Regions from separate parts of the Mus musculus genome. Here all the other regions are linked to region 2. Evidence: chromatin contacts called from public HiChIP or PLAC-seq data. All regions are on one chromosome and are shown on one strand. Each heading gives the region's core, a stretch centred on a gene start, on an enhancer-like site or on the middle of the called end of the contact. The rest is flanking DNA. Distances are from core to core; before and after follow the strand shown. Region 1 overlaps Mdn1 (midasin AAA ATPase 1). Region 2 holds the start of Rragd (Ras-related GTP binding D). Region 3 overlaps Ankrd6 (ankyrin repeat domain 6).

Evidence for each region. HiChIP or PLAC-seq counts read pairs in DNA pulled down with a chosen protein or histone mark.
Region 1: a contact with region 2 is called in an H3K4me3 HiChIP or PLAC-seq map of the SCID.adh cell line, with 3 times the contacts expected there. The contact joins the enhancer-like site here to the promoter of Rragd in region 2. A contact is called at or near these places in 16 of 39 promoter capture datasets (the 3T3-L1 cell line, the C10 cell line, the HPC-7 cell line and 9 more), 1 of 15 datasets of contacts at CTCF or cohesin (large pre-B cells), 1 of 484 Hi-C or Micro-C datasets (embryonic stem cells), 13 of 115 datasets of contacts at active chromatin or transcription factors (the SCID.adh cell line, embryonic forebrain, embryonic midbrain and 5 more) and 4 of 9 other capture datasets (adipose tissue, embryonic stem cells, liver and 1 more).
Region 3: a contact with region 2 is called in an H3K4me3 HiChIP or PLAC-seq map of craniofacial prominence, with 2.5 times the contacts expected there. The contact joins the enhancer-like site here to the promoter of Rragd in region 2. A contact is called at or near these places in 4 of 39 promoter capture datasets (the 3T3-L1 cell line, embryonic stem cells and pre-B cells), 3 of 115 datasets of contacts at active chromatin or transcription factors (craniofacial prominence and embryonic stem cells) and 2 of 9 other capture datasets (adipose tissue and liver).

Annotation. Positions count from the first base shown.
Region 1 is chr4:32,766,964-32,769,663 of GRCm38.p6, reverse strand. Mdn1 (midasin AAA ATPase 1) reads right to left here. Exons shown (of 102, transcript NM_001081392.1): 95 at 2,493-2,582; 96 at 1,607-1,722; 97 at 837-1,011. Among named protein-coding and RNA genes, the nearest start is that of Lyrm2, 32 kb to the left of the region's middle. Within about 2 kb of position 1,358, at least 70 of the 459 cell types and tissues checked have an H3K27ac peak or open chromatin away from gene starts, as enhancers often do. A contact at or near this core is called in the HPC-7 cell line, the SCID.adh cell line and neutrophils, where this site is marked.
Region 2 is chr4:32,981,601-32,984,300 of GRCm38.p6, reverse strand. Rragd (Ras-related GTP binding D) reads right to left here and starts at 1,303. Exons shown (of 7, transcript NM_027491.2): 1 at 694-1,303. The coding sequence starts at 838.
Region 3 is chr4:32,833,151-32,835,850 of GRCm38.p6, reverse strand. All of the region lies in intron 3 of Ankrd6 (ankyrin repeat domain 6), which reads left to right. Among named protein-coding and RNA genes, the nearest start is that of Lyrm2, 34 kb to the right of the region's middle. Within about 2 kb of position 1,275, at least 39 of the 459 cell types and tissues checked have an H3K27ac peak or open chromatin away from gene starts, as enhancers often do. A contact at or near this core is called in craniofacial prominence, where this site is marked.

The DNA of each region.
Region 1 (2,700 bases), core at 109-2,608, 210 kb after region 2:
ACAAGGGAATGAATGCAATGAAAAACAAACAACCAACCCCCCAAACCAAAAAACAAAACCACAAACTTGGTTTTAAAAACAAATTCCTCTTCATTTTTTAATACTTTCCAATTTCTGGGTCAGAATTGATTTAAACAATTCTTTTATCATCTATATCAGTAAATCAACCCAACATAGTGCCCACATATGAGGGGCATGCTGAACTGTGAGAAAATTATAAGAAAATTTTTACTACCATTTGCATAAATGACAGCAGTTTTAGAACAAATTGGTTTAAAAAAAGCATTAACCTAGGTATTTTATATTTAATTTATATTTAATTTAGTCTTCATCACTGAGGTAAGTACTGTTATAATCCTCTTTTTTTTTTTTTTTAAAAGAAAGTGAAAGCCGGGTGTGGTGGCGTACACCTTTAATCCCAGCACTTGGGAGGCAGAGGCAGGTGGATTTCTGAGTTTGAGGCCAGCCTGGTCTACAAAATGAGTTTCAAGACAGCCAGGGCTATACAGAGAAACCCTGTCTCGAAAAAACAAAAAAAAAAAAAAAAAAAAAAAAAGTGAAACTGACAATAAATAAGCTGTCCAAAGTTATGGGGAGATGGAATGTGAACTGGACTCAGGGCGCATTCTAGCCTCTTCCAGGAGAGGTCAGCTGCTGGCTTATGCCAAATAAAAATCACTGTAAAAAAAAAAAAAAACCCAGCACCCCCTAGAAACCAGTTTCAGGAATGCCATGACATGCAATGTTAAACCCCCTTTCTGGATGGAGCCATCAATCCTTCCTGCCAGCTCTACTGAGCCAGCCCGAGGACCCGAGCCTGCTGCTTCTCCCCTTACCTGCTTGGTGTGGTTGTCTACCATGCTTGAGGAGTCATCGATAGCCAGACAAATCTGATACTGCCGTTTACTGGGCTTGGTCCTACGAAGCCAAATCCTGTCTTTTCGAAACTGACTGGCAATGTATGGAATGATCTTCCGCATGTTCAGTCGTTTCCCTGTTCGATAGTCTCCTCTGTTACAGGAACCAATGGGAGCAAAGATGAACACAGGCTCATGCCTCAGAATTTTAAGACAAAATCACATTATTAAAAACTTAATAATTAATTAAAAGCCAGGGTCAGGAAACTATTCCTGGCAAAATGATGACATCCAATGCAGACTGTAATTAGCACCTTCTGTCAGCCAGAGCACCTCAGATCTGACTGTAATAACTAAGCTTTTCCAGAATAGCTAAAACACATCTACAGAATTACAGAGTAATTTTTTCTGTATTAAATACACAAAGCCTCATATGCTTTCCCTTTTCTGTTCTCAACCACGACTCTGACCAAATCGTTGTGGTTCTGACCCTAGTTGAGTAACACGCCATAAGCACAGGAAACAGTACCACATCTGTGGCTGTTCCCACACAGCAGAATGTAAGCCACCTTCATGTAGTACTTCCTCATCTCACACACACGCGCGCGCGCGCACACACACACACACACACACACACACACACACACACACAGAGTTCCTACTTACAGCTAATGGGGGACCGTAGCAGACACAATAGTGCCCAGAGAGCAGAAACAGCAACCCAGAAGCCTCAAGCAGGGAAGACTTACCTTAGTTTGGCTGCCTGTGTAGGTTCTAGTAGGAGACGAAGCTGCTCACACAGCTGTTGTGAAAGAGATGCAGTTAAGACTAGGTAATTCTGCCACATCTCAGCTGCAGCCTTCTCCTAGGACAGCAAAATAGAAATTACTATTAGAATGCTGAAGCAGAAAAGAACTTGTACAAGCCTTCTCAGCAAAACACTTTAAAAGCTTTTCTCAGCAAGCAGCAATCCAACTAAATAAAATCCACTGCCCCCCCCCCCCAATTCCATAATATACAGTTGCAAGGGGCAGTTAACAATGGGAATTCACTCAACAGTTTGCTCCTGCCAGTTTAAGAACTGGACCTGATACTTTGCACAGCGGCATGGGAATGTGAACTCTGGGCAAAGCTCAAGTACCTGAGCGCGCTCATTAGTTTTCAAGAGGGAGAGTGACAGTGTACACAAATCCCCCTCAACAGCAGGGATCCACACACACAAAGGCTTCATACTGACTACAGCTGAGCACGAACACATGCGTGGTAGGGAGAACGGTAATAAACACAGAATATAGGCATGCATATACACCGTATATTTAGAGGTTAAATCATTAAAATACACTCCACATAGCCAGCAAGGACCTGAAGACCATTCAAGACTACAGAGCATGAACTTTTGCCTGGCTTCCTTACAAAGCCAGCTATACAAGTTAAAGGAACCAAGTATGTCTGTCTGTTTTAGTGAGACTCTAGATGTGGTGGCAGAATCAGTGCATATCCCGCTTAGGGAAAGTTCTCAGTATAGTCTCCATCAGCCTTTTACAAAGGGAACTGTGGCTAAGAACCTACTGACTTACAAAAACAGGCAAGTTATTTTGTGGAAAAGAAAAACAAACCCCAACAACTTTGACTTACTTCTTCTGCATTCCCATAGTCGTGCGCCTGCCATGTCTCCAGCTGCCTTTCCATCTCTTGTCTCAGCTCACTGATATCTTTTAAAATGGGCTAAGAAGGAAAAGCTATGTAAGTGGTGGCCCAGGTTGGAATCAATGACCTATCACTGGCTGCTGTCTGTGGCTGCAACCTTGTTGCAGTTGTACGCCTCAACTCACAGCTCAAGCAA
Region 2 (2,700 bases), core at 54-2,553:
ACTCCTGTCACGGGTACTTTCATTCCTCGGTTTCTTTAGTGTGAGACACTAAAGAGATTAATCCTTTCTCTGGGATATTTACAACTCGGAGAACGTTAACAGCCCCGTTCAACTGACCTTTTAAAGTGACCTTCCGCTTTTGTGGGGAAAAAAAATTTTTTTAAATTAAAGAAAAACATTCTGGAATCCTAAACTCAACTTCTTTGTTGTGTCCCGGGAATGAAATGCAAGCAGCCCCCAATCCGAAAGGCTAACTTCAGCTCCTTCGGCAACAACAAACAGTTGGCTTCAGCGGCCAAGGATTGCTCGCCAGGCGCCCACCCCCGGGTGCGACACGAGATGCATTCAGGGTGTCTGGGGACCTAGAACCCCGCGGTCTCCCGGGAGACGCGGATACCACCTGCAGCGCGGGCCCCGCCCCAGCGCCCCGGTCCCACGCCGCAGACCCTCCCGCGGCCACGGCGGGGAAGAATGACACGCGCAGCTGTGGGCGACCCAGCCGGCACGCTGCCGCCAGCTGCTTCTTTTAGCTCGACATCCGACCCTGCTCCCCGCCGCCGTCTGCAGCCCGGCCGCTCCCCTCCCCCACCGCAGCGCCCCGGACCCGCGCGTCCCGCATCCCCCCCACCCCCAACACACACACACACATCGCTCCCAGGGCGGGGACCGCGAGCGCTCGGCCGGTTGGCTCACCTCCCTCCTCCGGCCCGCTGTCCAGCTCGGCGTCCGAGGACTCGGGCCCATCCTCGTAGCCCGCCAGCCCCACCAGCTCATCCTCCTCCTCGTCCTCGCCGCCGTCCTCACCCTGCGGCTGCGGCTTGCCCAGCACTTGGCTCATCACGCCCACGCTTGCCTCCAAGGTCCCGCGTGGGCCGAGTGGCCCGCAGCGCCCTGGGGCCGCGCCTGGTGAGCAAGGGGGTGGCAGTGGAGCCCAGCCCCCTCCCTGCCGCTGCTGCCCGAGAAGCCAGCCGGAGCGCGGCAGTTCTCCCCGGGAGCGCGAGGGAGTGACTGCGTGACCCGAGTCACCTGACGCTTGTCACACACACACACACACACACACACACACACACACACACACACACACACGCAGCACCACCGGGCGCGCGCTCGCCGGCCGCAGCCACCGCTTGCTCGGCCACACACGTTCTCCCCCTAGAGAGAATTCGGGTGTCCAGAGCGCACTGGCCACCGCCCTCGGGGACTTCTGCTCGCTTTCTCTGCAAGCGTGGCCCGGGGACCACCCGGACCCTGCCGCCTGCTTTCTGCAGTGCCCCTGGCTTGTGCTGCGGTCTTCAGGCTTTCTACCCACACCCTACCCACCTCCACCCCACCCACCTCCACCCCACCCCAGTCTACCCCACCCCCACTAGGCTGCCCCTCAACTGTGCGGTACTCAGGCCCCACCCCCACCGCCACTCCAGCCTGCGGGAGCTGGGAGAAGTGCACAGTGGTGGGGTAGTTTCCATAGCAGCTGCCTCCTAAAGTGCCTTTTAGTTCAAAGGATTTCCCAGCAAGAATACTCCAAACTGTGGTCTACGTAGACATGTTTCCGGAGAAGTCACATGTCTCGTGATTTATATATAAACATGCTATACTAAATGATTCCTTTGCAACCTTCGGGAAAACCTAAAGTGTATAACGCCCTCGGGGCTTCTTATGCCCCAACTGCTATTGTCTCATTGGTGTAGTCCCACGTGTTTTAGGGCTTTTGTGGGAGGTGAGGGGCAGCTCTCAGATTGGAATAGAAGCGATGTGGGATGAGGAGGTGCTCTCCTCCTTCGCCAGCTGCTCAGCACAGTGTGAGCACCCTTTTCTGGGGTGGGGGGTGAGGGAGAGAAGAGGAGGGAGGGAGGGAGGGGGAGAGGGAGAGAGAGAGGGAGAGAGAGAGAGGGAGAGAGAGAGAGAGAGAGAGAGAGAGAGAGAGAGAGAGAGAGAGAGAGAGAGGAGAAAGTCACGTGCATAAACTTCCTTCAGTTAAACAGCGGGCCAGCAAGGTGATCCGGATCCTGCAGGTGCCAGCAGCTCAGCAGGTGGGGAGAAAGGCAGCTCAGCCTGGACACTTGCGGCCCGGGACAGGGCTTCCTAGGGGTCCTCGGAAAAATCTGGGTAGGAATAGGGTTACTAATCCGTGACGCATGTCCTGGATTTCTTCTAACTGGGTGGCTGCTTTCAACAGGAAAGCTTCTCCAAGGAGAGGCAGTAGAACTCTTGTCTGCATGGTCAAGGTCGTTCCTATGCCACATACAAAGATGTGAACTGAAAAAGGCTTTTGAGCGAAGAAACAGTTTTGCAGATATATAAGCAGCAGAATTTAGGGAGTACAGTCAAAGATTATCAGGTGGGAAGCTCACACCACCTCCAAATTTAGTGGGAGGAAGTGAAGGGAGCCAGTTCTGTAGAGCAGCCAGGTAGCAGCACCCCCACACCACCCCACATCCCCGCCCCCACCCTCCCCACCCTCTGGCCAAGCAGATAACAGAAGAGGGCCCTGGCTGCTTTCCTTCTTCCTATCTCTGTGTGGTCTCCTGGGAATGACTGCCATTGGTCCAACACACCCAGAAACCCGTGGGCAAAGGAAGACTGAAACCAAGTGGAGGCCAAAGGGTGGATGGAGAAAGCCGACTCTCGTTACTCTCCCCACCGGAAGGAAGCAGCCTTTTCTGACCCTCATGAGAACACCTTTACCACAGAGTTGGTAGA
Region 3 (2,700 bases), core at 26-2,525, 150 kb after region 2:
CTATTACTGAGATGTGACTCCATCAGCTCGCGGATATACCAGGACAGGATTCACGCTGGGGCCTCTAACATCACGTGTCAGGTCTGCGTCTAGGAGCACTGGATAAGTGGGACTGCACAGCACAGAGCCCTGTTCTCTTGCATCTTTGGAGAAGGTGGAGTCTTTGAGGAGTGGTCGTGTAAATTGCCCTCCAATGAGTTATTTGGAGAAAACCTTATGGCAGTGTGATTGGGAACTATTTTCAGAAAGTGGTTCAACTTTTTTCTATTTTTCTATTATTTTATTCTGGGTGTTTTGCCTGCATATGTATATGTGCAACCCGGCATGCCTGGTGAGGAGGATATTGGATTCCTTGAAACTGGAGTTATTTGCAAATAATATATGGTTGTGAACTGCCATGGGAGAGCTGTGGGTGTTGGGAATCAAACTCACCCTTCAATGGAGCAGATAGTACTCTTAACCACTGAGCCCGCTCACCACAGTAGAATTCTGAGAAATAAAAAAGTTCTGTGAGTAAAACAGCATCTTACAGAGTCTGAACTTCTTCCAGATTCACTTTTAGCAACACCAGCTATAATATCCCTTGCAACTCTGTTCAGTATCCTAAAATCTGACAAACACAATTCACAAATGACTTGGCTACATAGCAGGTTTGAGGCTAGCCTTGGATATTGTGAGACCCTATCTATGGGCAGGCAAGCAAGCAGGCAAGCAGGTGTGTGGGCTGGTTTTTATGCATGGGCAGAGGATTTATCAGTGTATCATATAAATCTCTGGTTATATCTGAAGCCTACTAGGTCACTAAGGGTGTTATTCTGGTAAATGCTGATTTAGCTTAAAGCTTTTGATTTTTATCATGGGTGATAACACTTTATTTTTCTACACTATAGCCAAAAATAACATTCCTGACCCATATCGTCTCCTTAGAGGACAGATGGAAAATACAGGGAGGGGGTATAAATAAATGATCAGAGGAAAGGTGGGGCCTTGAGTAGCTGGTACAAGCATGTTGGAATAATCTAGGCTTCTCTTTGATAATTAAATTTCTTGCTTGCTTAGTGTCGAGGGCACAATGCCAGGCATGCCAGCCTATCCCAACCAAATATCGGTTCTCAGGTCCTGAGTCTGAGGCTTGCTGTGATCTCATGGGGCAGACACTGGGTGATGTTTTTGGTATGGAAAGGAAACAGCAGGCATGAATTCTCACAGCACAGCCCTGATGAGCCAGAGCAGAAGGAAAGACAGTCCTGTGTTTAGATAACACACTGCTCTTATTTCAACCTCTCCTGCTCAGTACAGTGCATGCCTTGTTTCTCCATAGGATATAAAACACTGGACAATGTAATGACAGCGTGATAACTGGAGGCGGGACTGATGTTACCTGATTCCTGTGTACTAACCATGCTTTGAAATATCTACAAGAATGCAAATAAATTGCTTTATTATCATTAAAGAAGAGCAGACCTAACTATGGAGGGGCGTGTCACTTTGGAAGTTCCCTATCTGGGAGGTGGATAGACGCACACAATGCTGACTTTATAAAGATTTACTTCAAACTTCATATTCTGCAGATACTGATCTTTATGGCATGATAATATCTGAGAATTAGAGGAAGAATGACCCTCAGTGGCCTGGAGTGGGATTATTATGAGTTTCAACCCGAGGAAACCAGTTCTTTAGAATCTGCAACTCCGGGAGCAAATTCTGTCTTGTTTCCCGCTAATCCTATCAACGCTCAGTGGAGCTCAAATGCCATCTCTGATTGGTCAATGAGTAAGCACATGACTCCTACCCCAGAAATAGTGCAGGATCCTGTGGCCAAGGTAAAAAACGTGAAGGAAGACAAAAATCAGAGAAAACAGAGAAGAAAGGCTAGGAAGGACCCTAGAAGATCTGACAGAGAAGAGGTCAGCCCCGTGCTTTGAGCGCCTACCTGGTGTAGGGCTTGCTCGCAGCATGCTTGGCCCCCTGGGGGCTTTCTGCCAAACGGGGTGTGCTCTGACCCTGCACGACCAGGGCTGCTTTCATGAGCTTGGAACCCTCAGTGCTTTTCACTGTATAGGAGACAGAAATCAAAGTATTTCAGAACAAAGATTTAGGCCTCAGGTTCAGATGCTCTGCAGTGAGAAACCCTGAAACTTCGGGGAAGTCGAATGCGGGCAGTCCAGACTGTTGTGCCAGCAGGCCAGTATGTTCCAGATCAGAGTGCCAACTGCGGTGTTGCTGTGCCTTCTAGTTCTCCGCAGTGTTTCGTCCTTTGCTTCTTCTCAGTTAGTCATTCAACAACTAGATCCTGGGTGACTTAGTGCAGCCTCTATGCTGTTCTCTCGGCTTGCAGAGTGAGGCAGCCCCAGCCTCACGGGGACACCGGCTGCATTTGGAGACCAGTGCTGAGGTTAACTGGCTTCAAAAGCTGGTGGCAGCTTGCCATAAAGGGAACGAGGCTTTGCAATTTGAATTAGTTAGCCGTCCTAGGAGTGAGATTATTATGAGTTTATCAATATAACTAGTTAGGGGTCAATAAACATTGAGGGAATATTGAGAAAGTATGTTGAGAGAGCTAGCTTTTCTTCAGTTTCAGAGTTTCCTAGTTAATACAGATCCTCTTCAAGCAGGGTTATGTCAGAGTTGCTGTGTGGGTCCATTTGTAGGTCAAGTGCAGCCTTCGTATTATGTTTTGAAGAGGACATGTAGCTAGTA